Regions from separate parts of the Anser cygnoides genome. Here regions 1 and 3 are each linked to region 2. Evidence: chromatin contacts called from public Hi-C data. All regions are on one chromosome and are shown on one strand. Each heading gives the region's core, a stretch centred on a gene start, on an enhancer-like site or on the middle of the called end of the contact. The rest is flanking DNA. Distances are from core to core; before and after follow the strand shown. Region 1 holds the start of TMPRSS6 (transmembrane serine protease 6). Region 2 holds the start of CDC42EP1 (CDC42 effector protein 1). Region 3 holds the start of ANKRD54 (ankyrin repeat domain 54).

Region 1 (3,322 bases), core at 667-3,166, 240 kb before region 2:
CGAAGCCCACACTGGCCCTGACTCAGTAGCTGTGCAAGTGCAGGGAGAGCTCGCAAACAACGTCCAGCCTTCCACCCTTCTCTGTTCCAGGGGGCATCTTCTGGCTTCCCTCACCCTTCTCCCTCGGGCTGCCTGTTTTGCTTTCTTCTGACTGCGCCCCTCCTGTCAGCCCCAGATGCTGAAGATAAGGAAGAAGTGCCATCACCCAAGAGAGCCATCTTATCTCACCCACCCTCCTTCTCCTTTCCTCTCCAGTCACCTACTGCCTTCTAACCTCACTGCTGTCCCCAAAAGCTTTGTGTGTGTGGCTGGAGAGGAACGGGATATGAGCACATCCACGTGGGAGGGCGCGGAGCTCTTGGGGAATGCCTGCGCCCTGCCTACGTGCCTGCGAGCTGTGCGCTCACCCAGCGGTGCCTGTCTGCGCCGAGATGAACGCACAGCAGGGACGTGCTGCAGAGGTAGGAGGAGGTGGTTGGCCTCACACCCCTTTTAGCCTGTGTAGGTGCCCTGGGACATTCACAGGGCAGGGGTTGTTCAGCCTCCTTACTCTCCCACCTTTTACTGAGCCCCGAACCCTCCAGGCTGGCTTGCGGCACAGCAATGTGCTCACAGAACATAAGCACCAAGTGACTCCCTCCAGAAAATCAAACGTAGCTTGGTGAACATCAGCACTCCTACAAACGGCGGCACGTCTGCTTCCTCTGATGCACCCTTCCAGAGAGGCAGGAGCACCTCTCCACTACCATAGGATCCTTTCAGAAACAGCAGGCGTAAGCAAAGAACCGCAAACCGAGGGGCGGGGGGAGGAGGGCAGGAAACAACAATAGAAGAACCTCTTTTTTTTGAAGATTTAATTGTAGGCACTGGGGTTTCCCCCAGAGCTGCAGACCTACCTTTGAAACCTGCTGCCGCCTGTGAGGCCGGGCCCACACCCCCCACGCAAGCCCGCTTACACATGCATGGGAAGAGAGAGAGAGGAGGATATCTATTTACCCAAGCTCAAGGTCTCCTCAGCGATCAATAATTTGATGCCATGTCCCTTCGGCTTGGCCTTTGTCCCACACCGTTCTGCCGTGGTGGGTCAGCACACCCCGTACAATGGCTTGCTTTTTTTTTTTTTTTTTCTTGAAATGGAGATTTTGAAGGCTTGCAGGGGGAGAAGATCTGCAGGGGGGAGCCTGGAAAAAGTCAGGTTAGGAGCACCTCCTGCTGTGCTGAGAAGAACAACCCAGGAGGCTGGCGCAGGCAGCTTATGTTGTCCTCCCCAGGGGACGAGGAGTTGCTGAGCGACTGTTGTATGTCTTAGCCACCCTCCTTGGTCCCATTGGGTGTCAGCAGGCAGAGCTCCTTGGCACAGGGATGGAGCAGCCCCTGGCTGACAGGCGTAGATGTCCTGAAGGAGGGAAGACGGAGCTAGACAGCGGGTCCAGATCCAGCAGCGGTCATGCAGATGAAAGCGAAGCACGGCATCTGTCAGTCCTGACCTGCAACGCTCCCTCTGGTCTTCCTGGGCTCCTCGCTGCCCACCTTCCTGACACTGGGCTCCCCACAGTCGGTTGTGCCACCTTCCTGCAGCATCTGATGTCTTCTGTCCCCGGGTCCTCCCCCCCTGCCTTGCCGCTCCGTCTTCTGCTTACTGCCCCTCGCTTTTCACAAAAAGCAACTGTGCTCCAGCCAGAACAAAGTAAATAGAGTTATCCTGTCAATAAAGCAGGGGGGGAAGGGCACACGGACTACTTTTGACCTGGGGCTGAGCTCCAGCCACTGGGGTTGGTCTGGGGACGAGCTCATTTGGGCCAGGGCCCATTTTGGCAGCCAGGCAGGGGTAGCTGCTCCCAGGTCTGTCACCAGTTCAGGTTTAATCTGGGACTGTGAGAAGACCAAAAGTTATTGCTGCAGTTACCTTGTGTAGGATTCTAGTAGAAAAATGTTAAATGTAGATGAAAAGCTCCAGTGTTTGACTGGGAATGTGTCGATGTGGTTATCCTGACTAACTCACTGCTGTACGTGTAAGAAACTGAGGCACGCAGTGACAATAAGAAATGCTTTCAGAACTGCCTAAGAGATTGAAGGGACTAGATTTCATTTTCAGAAGTGGCTTTGAGCCAGAATTTCCCTAGATAACCGAGGACTAGCTTCATCTTTAGGCGTATGTGTATACCTGTATGGCTTTCCTGAACTTACACTATGAGGGCTTGCCGCGGTGGGTCAGAACCCAGCTGAGGGTATTTCCCAGAGATCTTACCTTTTTGTATCCATCTTTACTGGAAAAAGGCAAGTTCCTTCTCTGGTGTTTTCAGCAGAACACAATATATATTATTTCAATCTGATCTGTCTAAGCAAGCATACCACATCTATCACCGCAGCTTTTTGAATCAACCAAGGACCCAAAATCTTGATCAGATCTGACTTCAGAGGAATTCCTTTACTGCAAATACGCTTTTTATTTCCCATGGTGAAAAGAAGGAAGGTGGGAAGGGGTGGAGGATGATGTTGCGTATTTGTAAACGAGGCATCTTGGAAAGAGGCAGATGAGATATGTGACAGCTATATTTGCTGTCTACAGCTTAAGATAAGGAGAGGACTCGTGTATGGGGTGGTTAGCTCAAATATCTTCCACACAGCACTCAAGTTTAGCTTCGGTATGACTCTGGTACTGCTGGACACTGTCGTCTCTCTGTGGTTTATCTCAGCACCGTGTTCACATCAGCCGTGGAGGGGAACACTCCCTTTTGTGACATTTCTGAAGAGCCCTGGGGTGCCCAGCAGAGAAAGGGCCCCATATCGCGGAGTGTTATACCTTGGGTATTCATAACCTGGGTTACTCACATACGAGACCACATGACCTTGTCTTCCTGGAAGAAAGGTCCGGTTATCACCACATCTTATGTTGAGCACTTCCTGCCGCTGTGTGTCACACATTCACACCCTGTGGGGCTGCTAATGCAGTGCTAACAGCTTGCCACTTCGAAAGCTGTCAGCATTTTCACAGGGGGGAAAAATACCCAGACAGCAGGATGGTCCTCAGGGGCCTGCGGCAGGATCACTTCCAATTCTGTTTTCTGGGGATCAGGCAGAGCGGAACATGGTAAAGACATTTCTGCGGCACATCTCTGCAAAATTGTCTTCTTCTCATGGCAGTAGCTGAAGGATTCACCTCTTTAGACCATCTTCTCCCCCCCTCCCCCAAGCCTGCTGTGCTTATTGTAGCTAACACATCTTTCCTCCTTTCTTAAACATGGACATGGCTGTGTAAGCGCCCAGCCATCTGTGCGGTGGATCTACCAACCATCTCCCCCTGAAAACTCAGTTTGAGCTT
Region 2 (3,629 bases), core at 777-3,276:
GTATATATACCCTGGAGGGCTCCAACCCGCTCCAACGCCATCCCCGAAGGGATAAAACCTGACAGCCTGGCTCTGGGAGGATTGAGAAGAGGGGGGTTTCCAGAGGCTTTCCTGGAAATGGAGCAAGCCCTGGCCCAGTATGCAAAGATGCTCTGAGCACGGGCAAGGAGGAGGAGGAGAAGGAGGAGGAGAAAGAGAAGGAGGAGAAAGAGGAGGAGGAGCAGGCGACCCACAACGAGCAGCAGATCGTGGCCCCTGCCCCATCTGGAAGAGATTTGTTCTGCATTCCCCGGCAGAGGCGGCTGCCTTCACTCCCCGCCGCAGCCCCCACTGCAGGGCACCGGGACAGGGATGGGGATAGAGATACCCTGGCAGGCTGCAGATGGAGAAGTGCTGAAGAATGGGTCTGTCCCAGCCTCTCCCACCACCCCGCTGGCTTCCTCTGGGCGGGACACATGAGAAAAAGGTGCCTCCTATAGCCCTGGCAAGCTGGGAGGATGGAGGTCGTGGTTTCTCCTTTTCCCACTGGTGGCGCAGCTCTGTCCACTTCAGCCCTGAGTTCCCATCTCAATCCAAGATGCAGACCTGCTAGAAGTAGGTCTGGACTAAAATGCACAAGGCTTGTGCTTGTCTTCACCATCATATTTGGCTTCCACGGAAGGCAGAAAAGGCAACTACCCCATTTCACAGGGGAGCAGCCTGGGGCTGAGAGGCTGACGATGTGCCAAAACCCTACTGCAAGCCTCCGAGCGAAGAGGAAAGCACCAAGCTGGTCTGCTGGAAAGTGGCACAGAGCCTGCCTCCAGCAAACAGCTTCCCCTCCTTCTCTCAAGTAGCACACACGCCAAAATCCAGCTTGGGGTTACTCCTTGGGAAGGATAATCCTCAAGAAGCAAGCATTCCAGGAGATGTTCAAGCAAAATAAGACCTTCTACCAGCAGTGGTGGTCCTGGGGTGAGCAGCAGCGGTGAGAAGCCATGGCCGACTCCTTTCCAGAAGTGAGCAGAACCTGAGCTGAGCTGGATGACCAAGGACACGGTGCCCGTCCTGCCCAGGGCACCTCGGCAGGGCCACCCGAGCCGAGCAAGAGGCCAGGCTCCATTTTGACATCTCCTCCGCAGACATCTTGTCATCCCTTCATCCAGGCCCTGCTCAACCCCAACAAGTCTCATCTCGCCTCCACCAACGGAGACACCTCCCTTCTCCTCCACAGGGCCACGAACAGTGCTTGTGTCTGGCCGAACACCCCCGGCAGAGCCTCCGAGCCTCATCTCCAGGCCACGGGGTCACCAGTGACACTGGCAATGCTGTGCCCACCAGCAGGTTGCCCCCCGGTGGCACTGATAAGGGACCGTCAAGGAACAAAGCGTGATGCCAGAGGGATGCAGTGTCCCATGGGTGGGCAGAAGCTCATAGCATGAAGGAGCAGAGCACCTCCTTGAACCTACCACAGTGCCTCTGACATAACACTTGTCCTGACCCTGTAATGCTTGTCCTGACCCCATAACGCTTGTTTTGAACCCGTAATGCTTGTCCTGACCCTGTAATGCTTGTCCTGACCTCATATTTCTTGTCCTGAGCCTGTGGTACCTATCTGACCCACACTGCCTTCAGAGAGGCTTCTACCCCACCAACACTCACCCTACACCACCCATGGGTCCTGGCGTGACTGTGCACCCCCAGGCTTGGGGTCCCTCTCCCCATTCGAGTCGGCAGCGCTGTACCGTGGGCGCTGGGGGCTTCCCATCCGACACAGGCTGGGACAACCCCGTGTTATTACCAGGGCTTTCACACACATCACGCAAAGTCCTTTCCTTCTGCCCGGTTTTCCCAACAAGCTTAGCAGAGACCTGGCTTTTCCCCTTCCCCCAAATTCGCTGAAGAAAGAGAGCGGGGCAAGCAGGAGGCAGCCCAGCGCCGGAGGAAGGGAAATGGCACTGGGGAAGTGGGGCGGGGAGCCGGGGGGGGGAAGGCAGAGAAGTTCCTGAAGTTTTCTGTCCTGGATAGTTGGAATAAATCTCATTTTCTCCGGTCTCCGTGCCGGGGCGAGGATTGGCTCGGCGGTGCCGCAGCCCGCCCCCTCCTTCCCGCGTCCCCTCCCCGCCAGCTTCGCTCCCTCGCTCCCGTGGCACCGGGGCGTCAGGCACCCAAAGAGCAGCCTTGGGGAGCCAGCCTTGGGGGGGACAGGCGTGGGAAAAGGGGGGGCACGCATCCCCTTCCCTTTCCCCGCTGGGACGCACCGCCGCTTGCCCTCCCAGCCGGCTGGAGGGGCGCGCAGGGAGCGTCTCCCAACTTTTCGGCCAGAGGACGGGACAAAAAAAAACACAAAAAAGTCGCCCCGGTTCGTAAGAGGTAAAGCCTGAAAGTTTTGATTTCGACGTGCGGAGAGCCGGAGGGTGTTTCGGAGGGGAAGGGAAGGGAGGGGGGAGAGGGCGGTAAGAGGGGGAACAAGGAGGTGGGAGAAGCGGGAGGGGTGGCAAGGCGAGGGAGACGGGGAGGATGTGGAAGAAGAAAGGCAGAAGAAGGCAGGAATGCGACGGGAAACAGGGAGGAAATAAGGGAAAGCGGGAGCGAGGAAAGGGGAGTGAGGAGAGGAACGGGACAAGGAGAGGGCCCCGAGGATGGGGGAAAGGAGCAGGGTGCCCTCCCGCTGCTACCGCCCTCACCCAGCTCTGAACACCCCAGGGAGCCACAATTTTGGGGTGTCGGAGCATGAGAGGGAGCAGGGAGGGGATGGCTTTAAACTGCATGGAGCGCCAGCCTCCTTCCACATCCCAGGGTGCCTGCTTGGAAAAATACCCTCATTACAGGCAGAGATATAAATATATATATATAGCAGCAGGCAGCTCGGGAGCTGGACTCGGGCTTGTCCGCCCACTGCCCGGCACCGCTCCAGGACTGCTGAGGGAGCCCCAGCCCGGCCCATCGCCCCCTTCCCACCCAAAACCCCGCTCCTGACGGCTTCCCCCGTCCCAGAACAAAGTGAGAAGCCGGCGGAGCCTCTGCCTCTCCTCCTCCTCCTGCGGGGAGAGGGAGATTTGGGGCACTCGGAGATTTTTGGAAGGCTTGGAAAGGCTTCCCGGCCGCCCACAGCTATTTCCAACCCTTGTCGAGACCACCCCAAACATCTCCTCTCCCTCTTCGGAGAGTGTCCCCGTGGGGTGTGTGCAAGAAGGAGGGGTTGGGGGGGCTGGGGGGGGGGAGAGAAGAGGCTGCTTTCAGCAGCTCCAGCCAACGAGACATCTGGATTATTTCCCCCCCATCCTCCCTCCCTTGTTGGTTTCCGTTCTTCCCAGCGAGCAGAGCAGCTCCGGCCATTCCTGGCGAGTGGAAAACCAGTGGAAACCAGCTCGGCTTCGGGGGGGACACGGGGGAGGCCGGGGAGGGAGGAGGAGGCTCCCAGCCCTCGAGGCGAGGGGGCTTCCTGCAGGAGGGGAGAGGGTGACGGGGAAGGGAAGGTGGGCAGGCGGACAGACGGACGGACGGCCAGACAGGGGTCCCCTCGCCTAGTGGAGGAAAGGAGAGCGCGGGTCAGCCTTTGCCCCGAGAATCACGAGCTCGGAGCAGCACGCTTGGGCAGAGGGAGGGCAGAGACACAGCGGGGGCAGAGGGGAGGAGGAAAAAGGGCT
Region 3 (3,661 bases), core at 126-2,625, 130 kb after region 2:
CAACGGCTGTAATGGCTAATGCTCAAGATCTGTCTAGCCAAATATTCAGGCTCCAAGAACAATCAGCAGCAAATGGAGTATAAAATGATGCCAAGGATGCGAGGCTAGCTCTCACAGCCTTGAGTCATCTGTATCTCAGGCACTTCCCAAGCCAGAAATAGCAACGTGTGGTCAACAGCCCTCCACGGGCTGTCTTCACAGATTTCTGCAGTCGTTTTTTGCATCTGCATGAACTTTGCCCATCAGTGTGGACCCACGGTGACAAGTTTCACAGCGTAACTCCACCCAGTGAGGAAAAACTACCTCTTCGCATCTGTTTTGAACAGGTCACTTCCTGGGTTCACCTGCAGCTCCTAGTTTTTGCCCTAAGAGTGGCGGCTACTGACTGGTAGCCCTAGTTTTTGCCCTACAAGTGGCAGTATGAATAAGATAAGAGATAAGTTAAGAGATGATGTATGGAAGTGAGCTAACGAACAGCCCCGGTAGCCTTATCATCATCTACTTGCAGTTGTTCCCCTTGCTCTTCCACCCAGCTGCTTCTCCAGCAGAGCTGCCTACTTTTCCTCAAGCTGTGGGGTACACGGAACACCTCAGGATTATAAACAGGGGAAACGGCGTATCAAGTACAGGTCCAGAACTAAAGTGAAAGAAACAGGATTTTCATAAAGCCTGACTCTTTCAGTCTTCATTTTGACTCGGTGACTGAAACCAAGCTACGTCCTTCCTGCCCTGACAGAGCTCACAGGTCGCTGTACCCCTCAGTTTGTGATGCCGGGCATATTTTGGAGTTGAAGGGTGCCCGACAACCCCCCGTCTGACATTTCAGGCGCTCCCACACGCCAGCTCAGCTTCCAGCTCCCTTCACAGCAGGGCCTGGCGCGCAGTTCGGCCGAGGGAACAGCACAGAGCAGGCCAGGCGATGACAAGGGGCCGATCGATCAGCGCCACGCTGCCTTATGCAGCCCGGCGCCTCACCTGTATCCAAATCGTTCCCGTTGGCGGCTTCGCGCAGCCTCTTCAGCGCTGTGGAGAGAAGCCGGCCGTTACCGTGCAGGCCCGGGGGGGGAAGGCCGGGAAGCTCCCCCCGGGCCCGCCGCAGACCCCCCTCCGCTCCCCTCCCGGCCCCCCTCACCGTGGCTCTCCTTGCCCGTAGGCCCCAGGCGGCGGTGGAGGCGGGCGGCCCTGCGCAGGCGGCGGGCCGGGATCTTGCCGGCGGGCTCGTCCCGCTGCCACAGGACGTGCAGGCAGCCCAGCGGGCCGCCCCCCGCCGCCGCCGCCGCCGCCGCCGCCGGGCCCAGCCCCGGGCCTGGCCCCGCTGCCGGCCCCGAGCCGCCGCCGCCGCCGCCGCCCTCCTCCATCCCCTCACGGAGCGGGCCGGGCCGCCGGGGGGCGGGACTAGCCCGTCGCCATGGCAACGGCTCGGCTCGGCCAATCGGAGGCGCAGCACGCTCCGGGTGCAGCCGCGGAGGCGGGAGCTGGGAGTGGATGATGGGCAGGCGGTTTATCCAATAAGAGAGAAGAGTTGAAGACAGACGGTTAGTTCAACCAATGAGAGCGCGCGGCCTCTCACCTCAGCCGTAGCCGTACGCCGGGTTGCCCGGCCTTCTTCCTTCCTGCCTCGCCGCCGCCATGGCCTACCCGGGCGAGGACTACGACAACGATGTGAGGGGGGCGCGAGGGGGTGGGGGGCCGGGCTGGACCCGAATCGGGATCGGAATCCGGATCCTGAATCCGGATCGGGATCCGAATTGGGATCGGGATCGGGATCCGGATTCCGATCCGGATCGGGGCTCACGTCGGTGACTTCTCTCCCTTAGGCCGCCTACGACCCGTACGCCTACTCGGCCGACTACGACCTGCACACGGGTGAGTGCGGGCCGCAGCCCGCCGGGAGGGGGGCGAGCAGGCCCTGGGGGGGCTGCCACACGTACCCCCCCTCCCCCCCATAACCGCCTCTCTCTCTGCCCCTCGCAGGGGACCCGAAGCAGGACCTGGCCTACGAGCGGCAGTACGAGCAGCAGACCTACCAGGTGATCCCCGAGGTGATCAAAAACTTCATCCAGTACTTCCACAAGACCGTGTCGGATCTCATCGACCAGAAGGTGTACGAGCTGCAGGCCAGCCGCGTCTCCAGCGACGTCATCGACCAGAAGGTGTACGAGATCCAGGACATCTACGAGAACAGGTACCAGGCCGGCCTTCCCACGGGGGAGAATCGCCCCTCAAAACTGGTTGAAATCACTCCCAGTTTGTTTAAGGAATCACTAATGGTCTTGTTCCAGCTCTGGGTTTTCTTTAAAATACAGCCCGCGGCTTGAATTAAATCGGAAAAACGAGACAAAAACATATTTCTAGGCCATTAGTTTAACATAAGTCTAAGGGAGTTGTGACCCACCTGAAAGAACATATAGGTCCCGTGGGATGTTGGCAGCAAAAAGTGAGCCCAGCAGTGCCGGTTTGCAGAAAGCGACGAGCTATAATCACATCCGTTCTCTACAGGTGCTCCCGTTTGTGCCTGTAGCTGCGTTACTTTACCATAAAGAGAATGTAAAAGTAACACATGCAATTGTTCCATACTTTACGGACAAATTAAAGAATTTAATTTCTCTGTTTGCCCTTATTTGCTTCAACACTGGTCTTAATAAAGGGGGATGTTGCTCTGCTTCCCGTCAAGTCCAAGCCTTCTGTATTGCAAACTCCTAACTCCCGCTCTCTGGTACTGCTAAACGGTTTCTCAAGCCATGTGTGTGTCTGTATTTCAGCTGGACAAAGCTGACAGAAAGGTTTTTCAAGAACACCCCATGGCCAGAGGCGGAGGCCATTGCCCCCCAGGTTGGAAATGGTAAGCATTTCTTCCTCTTTCTTTATCAGAGAGCTAAGGAACTAAATCACTTCTGATTTATTAGTGAGCTGGAGCACGCTGTCGCTGATTTCTGAGTTGCTCATCTTTGCTCACTGCGGCAGCTCTATCAGTAGATGCCTGTCAGGAAGTCAAAACTGAGCAAAGTGTCCTCTTTTGCCTCTCTTTATTGCTGTGCCAGTAAGAGCATCACCAGCATCTCTGAGAGTTCCAGTTGCCTAAGCCTTGTGGTTTGCTAACGTTCAGTTCTCTCACCTTTCACAGATGCAGTTTTCCTCATCCTGTACAAGGAGCTGTATTATAGGCACATCTATGCCAAAGTCAGCGTGAGTATTTGCCCCGTGTCTTCCTTTTGGTCGTACACTGGCTTCTCTGTGCAAGAAAACTTGCCAAATCTTCCTGCCACAGTAGCATTAGTGGTTCCATAATTTTTGCAAAACAAGTTTGGAAAGGTTTATGAAGTATGAGTCAAGTTACTTTTAGGGAAGCTTAAAATCCTTGCTTTTCGTTAGTTGAGTAAAGATTTGCTGATAGCTGAAAAGCAAGACTTGACTCTCTTTCTGAAGCTCGTTAGGTGTCTCCCCGAACTTGGTTGTAATTAGTGTGCAGGTTTCCGTGACAGCTGGTACGAAAAAGAAGGCCTGGTCTGCGTTTTCAGGAGGCCGTTATGTGGAAGTTTGTCACTGGCAAACTTAGGGGAGAAGGAGGTGCTGGGAGGGAGCTGAGTTTTCTTCTGGATAGAGCTGTAAATACAGGACTTAGAGATCGGCTTGTTTTGCGTGTTCCTTTGTGGCTCTTTGT

What was found. Hi-C and Micro-C count contacts between places; a contact is called where the count stands out from the background.
Region 1: a Hi-C map of liver shows a contact between it and region 2, with 20 times the contacts expected there. The contact joins the promoter of TMPRSS6 here to the promoter of CDC42EP1 in region 2. A contact is called at or near these places in 2 of 7 Hi-C or Micro-C datasets (both in liver).
Region 3: a Hi-C map of liver shows a contact between it and region 2, with 6 times the contacts expected there. The contact joins the promoter of ANKRD54 here to the promoter of CDC42EP1 in region 2. A contact is called at or near these places in 2 of 7 Hi-C or Micro-C datasets (both in liver).

Annotation. Positions count from the first base shown.
Region 1 is chr1:56,228,777-56,232,098 of Taihu_goose_T2T_genome, reverse strand. TMPRSS6 (transmembrane serine protease 6) reads right to left here and starts at 1,916. Exons shown (of 18, transcript XM_013180815.3): 1 at 997-1,916.
Region 2 is chr1:55,989,405-55,993,033 of Taihu_goose_T2T_genome, reverse strand. It overlaps CDC42EP1 (CDC42 effector protein 1), which reads left to right and starts at 2,026. Exons shown (of 3, transcript XM_013181105.3): 1 at 2,026-2,352.
Region 3 is chr1:55,858,060-55,861,720 of Taihu_goose_T2T_genome, reverse strand. ANKRD54 (ankyrin repeat domain 54) reads right to left here and starts at 1,375. Exons shown (of 8, transcript XM_066996439.1): 1 at 1,133-1,375; 2 at 976-1,023. The coding sequence starts at 1,358. It overlaps EIF3L (eukaryotic translation initiation factor 3 subunit L), which reads left to right and starts at 1,552. Exons shown (of 13, transcript XM_066996413.1): 1 at 1,552-1,662; 2 at 1,818-1,866; 3 at 1,975-2,185; 4 at 2,763-2,842; 5 at 3,125-3,186. The coding sequence starts at 1,630.